Regions from separate parts of the Mus musculus genome. Here region 1 is linked to region 2. A link is a contact called in public promoter capture Hi-C data. All regions are on one chromosome and are shown on one strand. The core of a region is the stretch at or near the end of the contact, and the rest is flanking DNA. Distances in the headings are between cores, read along the strand shown. Region 1 holds the start of Ppp6c (protein phosphatase 6, catalytic subunit). Region 2 holds the start of Ptgs1 (prostaglandin-endoperoxide synthase 1).

Region 1 (5,531 bases), core at 1,130-3,629, 3.0 Mb after region 2:
AAACCCTGTTTCGATAAACAAAGCAAAATAATTACTTAATTAATTTAAAAAGCACACAACAGGCTCAGCAATTTAAAGAGTTTAGTGCTCTTGCAGAAGACTCAGGTTCAATTCCCAGCACAAATATCAGGTAGCTCAAACCACCTATAAATCCAACTTCAGGAGCCTAGGATTGCTCTCTGCCTCTGCCAGCACCAGCATACACATGGGGCACATAAATTCACACAGGTACACATACATCTACATAAATAAAAAACAACTAAATCTTTTAAAAAATTCAGCTCAACCCTCACACCACAATAAAATAAAACAAACCACTATTAAGGTGGAAGCCGGAGAACCAGGGGTTTAAGGCAAGCTTGGGCTACATGATGCCCTGTATCAAAATATCTATATCTAAGATCTGGAGAGATTGCTCCTCAGTTAAGATTGTACAGAGGACCCGAGTTCAGTTTCTATCACCCACATCTTTTGGTTCACAACTGCCTGTACCTCCAGCTCCAGGTGACCTGGTGCCCCTGGCTTACAAAGGCAAAATGTGCACATAACCGCCCCCCCCCAACTAATTAAAAATAAATCTTATTAAAAAAAAAAAAAAAGGAACGGAAAGAAAAAGCCAGGCATGTTGGTTAGGGTCCAGCAGTTGGGAAGTAGAAGCAAGAGGGTCAGGAGTTCAAGGCCATCCTCAGGTACATACTGGGTTGGAGGCCACCATGAACTTTTTTTAAAGATTTGTTTTTATTTTATGTGTATGGCTGCTTTGCTTGCACACATGTCTGTGGAACACATGTGTACCTGGTGCCTATGAAGACCAGAAGAGGGCATCAGATTCCTTGGAACTGGAGTGACAGGATGTTACAAACTATCATGCCCTTGCTGGGAACAGAATTTCCAGGTCCTCTGGAAGAGCAGCCAAGTGCTCTTAACCATTGAGATATCTCTCCAGCCCCAGCAAGAACTATATTAAGATCTTATCTCAGGAAGAAAGCAAAAACAAGACAAAACAAAATTACCAAGCAGGAAGACAAGGCAAATGCCTGATTCAGGTGGCTGAATATGAACACCAATCATGTAACACAGGCAGTCAGTATGTAAGTTACAAGCTATGTACTTTCACACAACCAACACTTGAGGTCTTAAACATTTTGCATACTTGTTGGCTGATTTAAATATAAACTTCATGTACTAGATGAGACAAGAAAACAGACACAGAGCAAAATCTTCACAAGAGAAATAAAATTCGTTAGGAAAAAGGCAATTTTTTTCTTGAAAAAATTGTTTTAAGCCTGTGGCTTAAAAATATTACAAAAACAGCATGAAAAAAAAATTCAAATGATCGAGAGTGACTGACTACATAGCAAATCAAAGTTAACGGAATAAAACAGACATTAGCAACCATCGGATAAACACCAACGTGGTCCTAAGCACTAGTTTTTGCAGAAACAAAATACGGTTGATAACAGTGGTACACCAACGGCTTACTTCTTTACTGCATTAACTTAGCCTGAACTGAGTAAGACCTCCTTTGGAAAACCAAGAAAACGACACCTTGAGTTACAGGGGAACAGCTCAGAGGTCATAAAAACATTTGAACTTATTGATAAGCAACTGCTTATTCACTTAAATAGCTCAACAACGGGCTAAGAAATGAGATCCACATCCAAATCATCAGAAGAAAACTACCACTCCTAAGAAGCAATTTAGGGGAGTGGTGAAGCTGAGGCGACTTGTCATTCTCTCCCATTATGGTCGCATCGATCCCGCCCACCGGCTTCCACCTCTCAGGGACTTAAACACACCGCGGCCGCGTCCCTGGAGCAGACAGCGGCTCCTGTTACCTCTGCTGGGAGGACCCCATCCCGGGAGCACTACCCGCTCGGCCCGGCTCCGTCTCCGGGAGGCCGAGCGAGTTAGAGTGAGAGTCTTTAAGCTCGGAGTCCCGTGAGGGTCAGGGGATCGTGACATCCCCCGGGATCTCCCCTCAAAGAACTGGACAGCATTCGGGGGATCCGGGCTCCCCTGGTTCTCCGCGTCACGCCGCCTCGGACCCGGTCCTCTCGCACCGCGGAGCGCCCTCCGCCGCGCCAGGATCGGGCGCCCGGTAGGGATCCCGCCGAGGGAGAAGGGCGGGCCGGCGGGAGCCCCGCAGCCGGAAGGGGCTTGCCTCGCAAGCTGGACGGCCTCCGGCCCGGCTCACCTTCAGGTCGTTCTCGGGAAGGTACTTGCACTGCCGCGCTATCTCCACATACTTGTCCAGATCCAGCGGCGCCATTTTAGGAAGAACAAGCCGCGGCGACAGCAGCGGCAGCGGCTGTAGTAGCGGAGGCAGCGGCGGAGGCCGAATCCGGAACCCTCCTTACGTCACGTCCGATCCGTGAGTGGCGTCTGCGAAGCGACGTAAAAGCCTGACCCGTTCCGCTCTCTCTCTCAGGCGGAATTCCGGGCCACGGATCTATCTCCAAGAGAACCCGGAGGTCCTTTTGATAAAACCTACTGGGACCCGTAGCTCTCTGCCGCGGGGCGTGCTGGGATTTGTAGTTTTAGTAAAATGCTCTTCCTTTCCTATCCTTGGCAACAGACTTCACCTCAAATGAGGCTTTTTCTAAGGAAGACCATGAAGTGGTTAACTAAGAATTCCCTGGCTCTCACTCCTACCCTGTAAAGTATCTTCAGTTAAAGTTAAGAGTTACTGTTACCGCCTTTCCAGGACTACTGAAGACCTGGCCTAGACAACATTTGAAACAAACTTAACACCACCGGTTCTCTGGCTGGGGGGTGGGGTGGGTGGTGGGTGGGGGAAGAAACAAACAATAAAGCATTTCTTATGCCACATTCTGTACAAATACTGGCACTTTTTTTTTCTCCTGTTCAATTCTTGTAAGACTGTAAGAATGCAAAGTTTGCATGTGTTATTTGCCCCAAAATCTCAAAGGAAACAGAAAAGATGGATCCTAGACTGAAAAACAGGCTACTGACTTAATCCGGTGAGTTCCAGGAGGGGGCCGGAAAGGTTTTTTTTTTTTTTTTGTCGTATCCCAGTGCCAAGAACAGTTCTTGACACCTACTATAGCTTTAACATTGGTCCATTTGACAACTCTATATTGAATAGCAACAAAGTACAGATACACTTATAGGCAGTTAGAATAACCAATGGCTGCAATAGACAAAAATCTCTATCCTTGGGGCTGGAAAGAGTGCTCATTAGTTAAGAGCACTAGCTGTTCTTCCAGAGGATCCAAGTTCTATTACTAGCATCTACGTGGCTGCTTTCAAGTCCAGTTACGGGAGATCAGACACCTTCTTCTGGGCACTGTGTGCATGTGGTACAGAAATATATTTGCAGTCAAAATAAATAAAATAATAAAAAATAATGTATTAAAAAATCTGTCCTCAACTTGCAATTTAATTCTGTTAGAGATAACCGACAAATATAATAAATTACTCAGAGCATGTTAGAAAGTGATAATTTAAGGAAAACATTCCAGCATAGTAAGGAGGATGGGTTGACACAGGATTCAGAATTAACCTGACCATAGTGTACCACATATTTGACCACAGCAGTGATGAGGCAGCTGGATAACTGTGAGTTCTAGGATAGCCTAGTCTATGTAGCATGTTGCAGGTCAACCAGAAGACCTTGTCTCAAAAAAAAAAAAAAAAACACAACAACAACAAAAACACAGCAAAGTTGGGAAGGTGGGAAGTTGTATGGAAGATATCTGATGCATTTCTAAGCTTATTTGGAGCTTTTGTGGAAGAGCCATACCATAGTGGCTGGAGCTCAGAGGAAGAAATGAATACATAGATTTATTTTCCTTTTGATGCAGTGGACAACTGTTGTAGGATTTTAAACATGCAACATGATCAAACTTATTTGGATTTTTAAATTTTGTTTTCTTTGCTTGGTTTTGTTTGAGACATCTCTTTAGCCCCTTAAAAACAGAATTCAAACATTCCTACAAGAATTTAGAAATGTAATTTATAGTCTAAAAGGGTTGGTTCCAACAATGTAAACTATCTGATATTCCACTTTTTCTTGTTAATATACTCCTCCAGCATGGCTTGAGGTTTCAAGCCAAAAGACCCAAGGCACATCCAAGCATTCTGGAGCTTTACTTCAGAGAAGTAATCACTGTCCAAATACATACTGGGCACATGGCAGATCCAACCTTGCCCTGGTTGTCTTTCCAGAAGGAAAGCAGAGTGAGTGTATACCTCTAAATTCTTTGGCAGTCAGTGGGAGCTTTCTGATAATTACAGGCAGTCACAAAGACTGTTTTGCGTTCTACCCTCACCATAAGAGTATGACACTCTGATCACACATAGGCACATAGGTGAGCCATTTCTGTTTTAGGAAAGAAAAGGAGTACCTATACTTAGGACATAGATCAGAGATGATGCAGATGAAGTTGCCAAAAGAGGGTTGATCAGTTTATAGATCATGGTTTTTACAGAGGAAAGACTCTGGGTCTCCATAGACACCCAACTGCAACCCCTACAGAAATCTTAAGATTTCTGTGTTGCAGAGAGAAGACACCCAAAGTATTAATAATTTACCCCAAGAACATATAGTTTCAGTGAACGTTTTATTCCTCACCCTTTACAATAGAACCTCCTAGTTGTTGTTCGTGTTTAGTATCTCTGATCAGCTTATGAGCTCCTAAAAGGCCAAGGGCCTGCCTATGGTCTTGGAACGTGCTGTAACTACAAATGGCAGTTATGGAAATGAACCATTCGTTGCTGGTGCCGCAGCTTGAACCAGCCTCAAAACCTACACAGGAAAAGTCTAGCATTCTGTGGCATGCAGGAAATCTCATTCTGGAGCCTGGAGCAGAATTCAAGGTCAGCCTGGCTTACATGAGTTCCAACCCATCCTTCTGCTTCAGAAGTCACTACTAACGACTGCTGTAAACAAACTCCGTCTGAACAAGGGATTTGGTCATGGATCGGATGCCGACCAGGAAGCAGCATTCCAGGTCTCCCTGGAAGGGAGTCGATGCTGGGGAGAGACCCGCGGAGGAAAGCTGTTGGCCTGGACAAGCTTTAGGAACCTGGGGCTCCAGCCCATGGGTAGAGCCACATCCAGAATGAGTTGGAGCTAACTCTTGCTGGGTTGGAAGTAAACAGGCTCCGCCATCTGGAGGAGAGGGTATTCCTTTCCTTAAGCTAGGTGGAGAGGACAGCGTCTCTGGCTGGCCACATTAGTAGAAAGCAGGCAGCCATTTCTCCCTGATCCTTACTTCTTTCACGTGAAGATGTAGCTGAGAGAGGGGATGTAAAGGAAGTGGCTAGGAAAGAACCTGCAAGCGTGAAGCTGCCATTCCCCCCTAACCTTCATGGACACATACACATATTGCTAAATTATTGGTGAGCCTCTCACAGTATATGAACCATGAGTGATGGGTTAGTGATATAAGTCTAATAAAGGACATACACTAAGATACAGGTCTGGGCCTCCCATAATACATGACCATGAGTGGTGCATTACTAGTGTGTGTCTTCCTTAGTACATTCACCGTGAGTGCTGGAGT
Region 2 (6,326 bases), core at 2,526-5,025:
AGACCTTGAGCAAAATACTACAGTTCTGGGCCTCAGCTTTCTTTTTCTGTAAATGGAGATGACACTATTAGATTTGTAGGACTATTGGAAAAGGGACACACACACTCACACACACACACACACCCCTCAGAGATTATATATACATAGTAGATACATACAAAATGTTATTTTCATTATCTCCAATACATAATGAAAAGTTGGCACTGAGCAGGTACAGAGAAGAGGAAGAAGCCAATCCTGCCCAGGTAGGGAAGAAAAAGAAGGGGTAGAGGAGAACCATTGCTAAGCTCCTGGTGAAGGCTGGATGCTCACATGGAGTGGCTCTTGCAGAAATGGAAGCAGTAACCCCATATATTTGGATGAGGGAAACTGAGGCCCACAAAAGGCAGCTGAAAGCTTAAGGCTGTGGTGAGAGTGGAGAGCAACTAGGGTTTGGGACTGAGATTTGAAGAGATTTGAGGCCGCTGACTACAGAACTTTCCTGTTCTGTGAACCAGCTGCAGAGGTGGGGTGGGTGGGGCTGGGCTCGTGCATGATTCAGGTGAGAGTCAGCTTGGGATTTCCAAATGTTGGGTGGGACCTCCTCAGTAACTTTCAGATGTGGGCTAGGTAGGCAGGAGGACATGTGACTGTTATGTGGCAGGGGGTGGGGCCCTCAGAGAGAAACTCTTGGCACCCACTAGTGGGGGTCCAACAGATCAGGGAAATGGGATCTTGCTATCTTGTCTCAGAATAGCTCAGGCTCTTTGATCTGCTCTGGCTCTGTGTCCAGAGATGCCTGTGGGACTGTTGGGAATGTTGACCAGTGGGTTCAGTGGGAAACTGAGGCAGGCAACGACATTTTTGTGGTTACACCTGCAGACGGATGAACTGGCTGGCACCTTGATGAACTTGGCTCTGGTTCCCTCAGTCACGTGAGTTTTTCCTATGTATTATTATTTAAGCATTTTTATTTTAGACTGTTTTAAATTTATGTTGTATAAGTGTTTTGCTTACACATACAAATATACATAATGCACATACATACACATACACACATATGCACCATAGGTGTGACCAGTTCCCAAAGAGGACAGAAGAGGGTGTCAGCTCCCCTGGGACCAGAGTTAGAGGCAGTTGTGAGCCACCATGTGGGTGCTGGATACCTAGCCCAGCTCTTCTGCAAGAGCAGCTTGGGATTGGGAGCCCTTGGTGTTCTCAACTGCCCAGCCATCTCTGCCAATCCTCCTGGATTATTCACGCCAGCGCTCATCCCACAAAGCGACCAGCCTCTTGGGACATTTTCAGTCCCTGTACTTGGGTTTAAGGAGGACAGAGTCACCAAACAATGACAACTCAGGGGAAGAGAGGGACAACTTCTATTTAGCACCACCTTGAGGGGAGGGAAGGCACAGAACTTCCTGTAGGAGAGAAGAAAAAACGACGTGTCCAATGACCTGGAGCAGAACAGACAATCTCAACTACTGGAGGGTTGGCTGCCCTCTACAAGGTCTACATTCAGGACGTTGGCTCTGGAACACAAGAGCAAGGAAAGGCGGCCCTGGGTTGTGAGCTTTCTAGTAGAACAAGGATGCTCCCCCAACTTGGGTATTCATCTGCATGTTGGATCCTTTCTTTGGATGGACCAAGTGTTAACTCTGTGTTTTCCAGCCACTGCCTGTCCCTGAGCATTGTCCCTAGCAACAACCAGCATCTAAATGTTCTCTACCTCTCTATCCATACTCCAGGTCAACTGGTAAAGAGCTGGCATCTCAGTCACCGTTTCCCTTGTCTACTTCTTCCTTGCTCCACCCCCTTGGTTAGGCTTGGTCCTTGGAGGCCTGTATTAATACCCTAGCTGCTCTCTTGGCCTCTTGCTTCTCCACTGTACCCATCCTTCATCAACTGCACACTCCCATTGCAGCCCTCCTTCACTGCATCTGTCTTCTGATGGCATGAAGGGCTGTAGAGCATGGTTATAGCAAGGGCTCATGCTCTCTACTGGCATGGGTCCTGCCTTTGCTACCCACTTGGTCCTATTATCCTGGTGTTCAAATGGGAAGCAGGCCCTAAGGGCTTGTCTATGGTCAAAGAGAAGAAAGGAGACTTGAACTCAGTTTTCTTGATTCCCAGGCTAAGTCTCCTCCCTCCAGGGTTAGGGCTGAGCTAGTTAGCATTTGTTTTCACTACAGGACAGGTCTGGGAGTGAGCTACAGGTGTGACTCCTTGGGTCCAGGCCCAGAGTGAGGGCAGACCGGGGAGTGGAGGATGAGAATCATGCCAGCTCTTCTTGTATTTCTTGGTCACCAGAAGGTCCCCTGTCCTCTGGGGAACAGAACCTCAGCTTTCCTCCCAGATCTCATTATTTTGCTGACAATCACTTGACCCACAGCCCCTTGCCCAGCTGGCTGGTTACCAGAGGGGTCTTAAATCTGGGGATGTGGAGAAACTGAAGCTGGTCTCAGTATACCAGGGCCCCAGTTCTTCCCCTGGTCTGTCCTGGCTTGCTCAGTTTCCCTAGAGCAGTTGGCTTTTGTCCCTGTAGAGCATGGGAACAGCTCTGGTTTGGAAGCAAAAGGGGCACCCCATCAGGCCCCACCTTTCCTACCTGTTCCTTTCCTGAGCCCAGAGATGCCCGAGAGCCAGCACAAGGATGAATGGGCCCTTCCACCAAGCCATGCCTCTGGGTGCGGGCGTGGGCAGAGGGCGTGCTGGGAAAACTGAGGGAGAGAGCTGGCAAGGAAAAGGACGAGGACACTGTGGCTTTGCTCCTATTCTCTGCTCCTTCTAGGCTCAGTTTCCCCCACTGTACAAAGGAGCCAATGACCCAAAGGCTTAGGTCCTATAAGGCTGGCAAGTGGCCATTCAGCTGGAGGGTGGCATTTGGCTAGCCCTGGAATCTAAGTTAGGGCAACTTTGAAAAAGGTTCTCTGACCACAGAGTAGCCACTGCCACATGGGATCTGTATATTTTTTTCTATGGTGTTTTTTTTAAATGTCTCATTAATTTTATTTTGTGTAAGGATTAAAATATACAAATGTTATAATTTTCTTTTAAAACAACTCCCCTCACCTTTAACTATCAGTAAACAAAATTGCCTTATGCCATACATATTTTTTGATATCTACTTTATATGTATCTTTTAAAAATTTTGTTTTTTAATTTTTTACTTAATTCACTTTACATCCCACTCACTGCCCCCTCCTGGCCACCCCCTCCCACAATCCTTCCCCCACTTCCCCCCTACACTTCTCCTCTGAGTAGGTGGGGGCCCCCTGGGTATCCCTCACTGCCTAGGGTGGTTTTGCATGTCCATTTTATAAATAAATACACCGAGGACCAGCAAGGACTAAAGGTGAGCCAACTGGCAGGCTGTGTATTAGGAATGTAAATTACAGCTCCTCATGTCTGACCTGGCCTCTGCCTGCTCAACGGAGAAGGAAGCTCTTCTGTTGGCGGGCAGGAGTGGCAGTAGCGTGTTTTCCATGCAGGACCTCGTGTGCAGGCTGGACTGGACTGCATGGCTTCTCACCTCCTTGCTCCTCATCCTTCTTCAAGCAAGCTATGGTTCAAACCAGCCTCTTCCACCATTTGTTCTGCCTACAAGCCTTGTCCTCCTTCGTGCCCATCCTCAGAGAGCCTCAGTTTGCTATATCCCAAATGGATGCATTTCTGACACTGTAAAAAGATCTTGCACCTCAAGGATCGTGAGTTACGGTCTGAGCAGTCACCATGCAGTAATTAATAAAACGTCTTGGCTAAGGCTGGAGCAGAGGAAGTTGGCGGTCAGCCTGTCAGAGGTGACAACTGGAGGGAGGAGTGGGGGTGGAGCCGTGAGATGGGTGGGAGGGGACCTGCCAGTGCTGGGGCAGTGCTGGAGTTGCACCCGAGGAGCCAGCCGTTGGCATTGCACATCCATCCACTCCCAGAGTCATGAGTCGTGAGTCCGACCCCAGTGGTGCCCCCACGCGTCCCGGAATTCGGTGGCCTGCAGGCGGAGCCTTGAACGCTAGGCTCAACTCTCTCTTCCTTCTGCAGGAAGGAGTCTCTCGCTCTGGTTTCCCCTGCTGCTGCTCCTGCTGCTGCCGCCGACACCCTCGGTCCTGCTCGCAGATCCTGGGGTGCCCTCACCAGGTAGGTGCCCCCGCCGGATGCCCGTGAAAATTCCAAGTCCTGCGCCGTGGGCTTGGTCCATCTCCCTTCCAGGCGGACTCCCTGATTCCCCTTTCTGCTCGCGGTGCCGGGGAATAGGGTGTTGAGGTTATGGAATGGGGTCCCTGGAGAATGGCTAGGGCCTACCTGGGATCTCTCTGGCACACAGCCCACTGAGATCCCGAGTCGGCAGGGGAAGCAGAGACAGGTTCTTTAACTTCTCACCTGATATGTGGTCCGACTTTCCAAGCAGCCTCTGTACCCCCCCCCCCCCCCCCCCCCAGAACTCGGCGGTTTCCTGTGGGGGCTCCTTGGGGAGGAAGCGGCAGACGCCAAGGGGAAGGCGGGCTGGACACTGAGTTCCTTTTCTTTGGCCTCTAACTTTTGGGGAGTCTATCTTAACGCTCAACCTATCTCCCCAACGGTAGATACAGGGATGGGGGTGGGGGACACCAGCTATCCTGGGAATGGGGAAGTGGGCACATAGTGACCAGGAAATTGAGGTTCAGTAGGTGCGATAACAGCCCCAAGTCACATAATGCATAGTGGGCTCAGGGTTTGAATTCAGGATCAGCCTAATCCAGTCACTCTCAATACCTGCAGTGGTTCAAAGAAGCCAGTTCTGCAATTCTGTCCCGCTTCTCTCCCTCAGGGCAGAACCAGGTTCTAGGAAAGAAAAATAATTTACTCCCCGCCCCCCCCATACTTCCCCTGCCCTCCACCTTTCCTTCCTCTCTTTACAATTTGGATGCCCATCTGTAAAATGGGGCCAAGAAAGGTTGGCAGTGGGGGAAAGGGATACTACAGGACCTTGGAACTCAGAGGACAGAGTGGCCTGAGAATCACAGCAGGCTTCCTGGAGGATGGGGTTTGAGTGAGAAAAAGAGCTGGGGACACCTGTGCTAGAAAGGTGACAGTCTGGGTTTTTGGAAAGGAAGCCATTTGTGATCCAGCACTGCAGTTTACCAAGATTAGCTGTGCGTGCCTTTTCTTTGGTGCTCACAGCAGCCTTGTGGGAGGCAGATGCGTTAAGTCCATTTTGTAGATCAGAACTTTGAGAGGCTCAGGAAGTGGGGCCACTTGTTGGAGACCCCACAGTGAGCTGATGGTAGAGCCAAGGCTGACATGTTGGCCATGCTGACTTTCAGTTTCAGCATGAGTCCAGCTCTCACCTGACCCTCCACCCTTTGAGGATCCGGTGTTCATGCACCTGTCTTCCTTGCTGGGATTCTTTTAGGGAAAGGGTAGAGTTCAGCTTGGAGGGCAAAGCTGTGCCAGGGAATCCACAAATGTTCAAGTTCATCCCTTCCAGACCCTGGGTTTGGCTTGGTGTCCTCCCTTTAGCCTGGGAGTAGGCATGACTTGGTGACCCAAGCTGCGCCTGACTAGAGCCACGGTGTCCCCTTTGCCTATAGTCATATTGCAAGTGCTGTAGTGGAATTTTTCTGTTTTGCATTCCAAGGGCTTTTTCTATTTGAGCCTTTGGCTGGGGCCTGGTGACACAGAGGTCACAGTCTGATGTGGAGTGATGTAGGTGCCCAGAGTGACGCTGGAGTCCACAGTCTGATGGTGGAGATAGGCGCCAGCATGTTGTTAAGTAGGAGAGTGAGGGCTGTGGCGAAGGGTGAGAGAGAAGTATAAAGATGTCAAAGAGGGAGTATTGACCCTGTGTTGGTTAGGGGCTGCAGGCTGCTTTAAAGGATGATGGCTTTTGTCTCTCATTGGGTGGGGGGGATGGCATCCTATTTGAGCTCAAGGCTGTGTGCTGGGGATTTATAGTGTTCAAATGCTTGCCTTCCAGTGTGTGTGTGTGTGTGTGTGTGTGTGTGTGTGTGTGTGTGTGTGTGTGTGTATGTATGTAACAGGTAGCTCTGGCTGTCCTGGAACTCACTATGTAGAATAGGCTAGTCTTTTTTTTTAATTATTATTATATATTTTCTTTATATACATTTCAAATGCTATCCCAAAAGTTCCCTATACCCTCCCTCCGCCCTGCTCCCCTACCCACCCACTCCTGCTTCTTGGCCCTGGCATTCCCCTGTATTGGGGCATATAAAGTTTGCAATACCAAGGGGCCTCTCTTCCCAGTGATGGCCGACTAGGCCATCTTCTGCTACATATGCAGCTAGAGACACGCGCTCTGGGGGTACTGGTTAGTTCATATTGCTGTTCCACCTATAGGGTTGCAGACCCCT

The links. Capture Hi-C pulls out chosen DNA fragments and counts their contacts.
Region 1: a contact with region 2 is called in a promoter capture Hi-C map of liver, with 2.8 times the contacts expected there. The contact joins the promoter of Ppp6c here to the promoter of Ptgs1 in region 2. A contact is called at or near these places in 1 of 39 promoter capture datasets (cranial neural crest) and 1 of 9 other capture datasets (liver).

The regions. Positions count from the first base shown.
Region 1 is chr2:39,223,970-39,229,500 of GRCm38.p6, forward strand. It overlaps Ppp6c (protein phosphatase 6, catalytic subunit), which reads right to left and starts at 2,380. Exons shown (of 7, transcript NM_024209.3): 1 at 2,198-2,380. The coding sequence starts at 2,272.
Region 2 is chr2:36,226,651-36,232,976 of GRCm38.p6, forward strand. Ptgs1 (prostaglandin-endoperoxide synthase 1) reads left to right here and starts at 3,776. Exons shown (of 11, transcript NM_008969.4): 1 at 3,776-3,919; 2 at 4,018-4,113. The coding sequence starts at 3,913.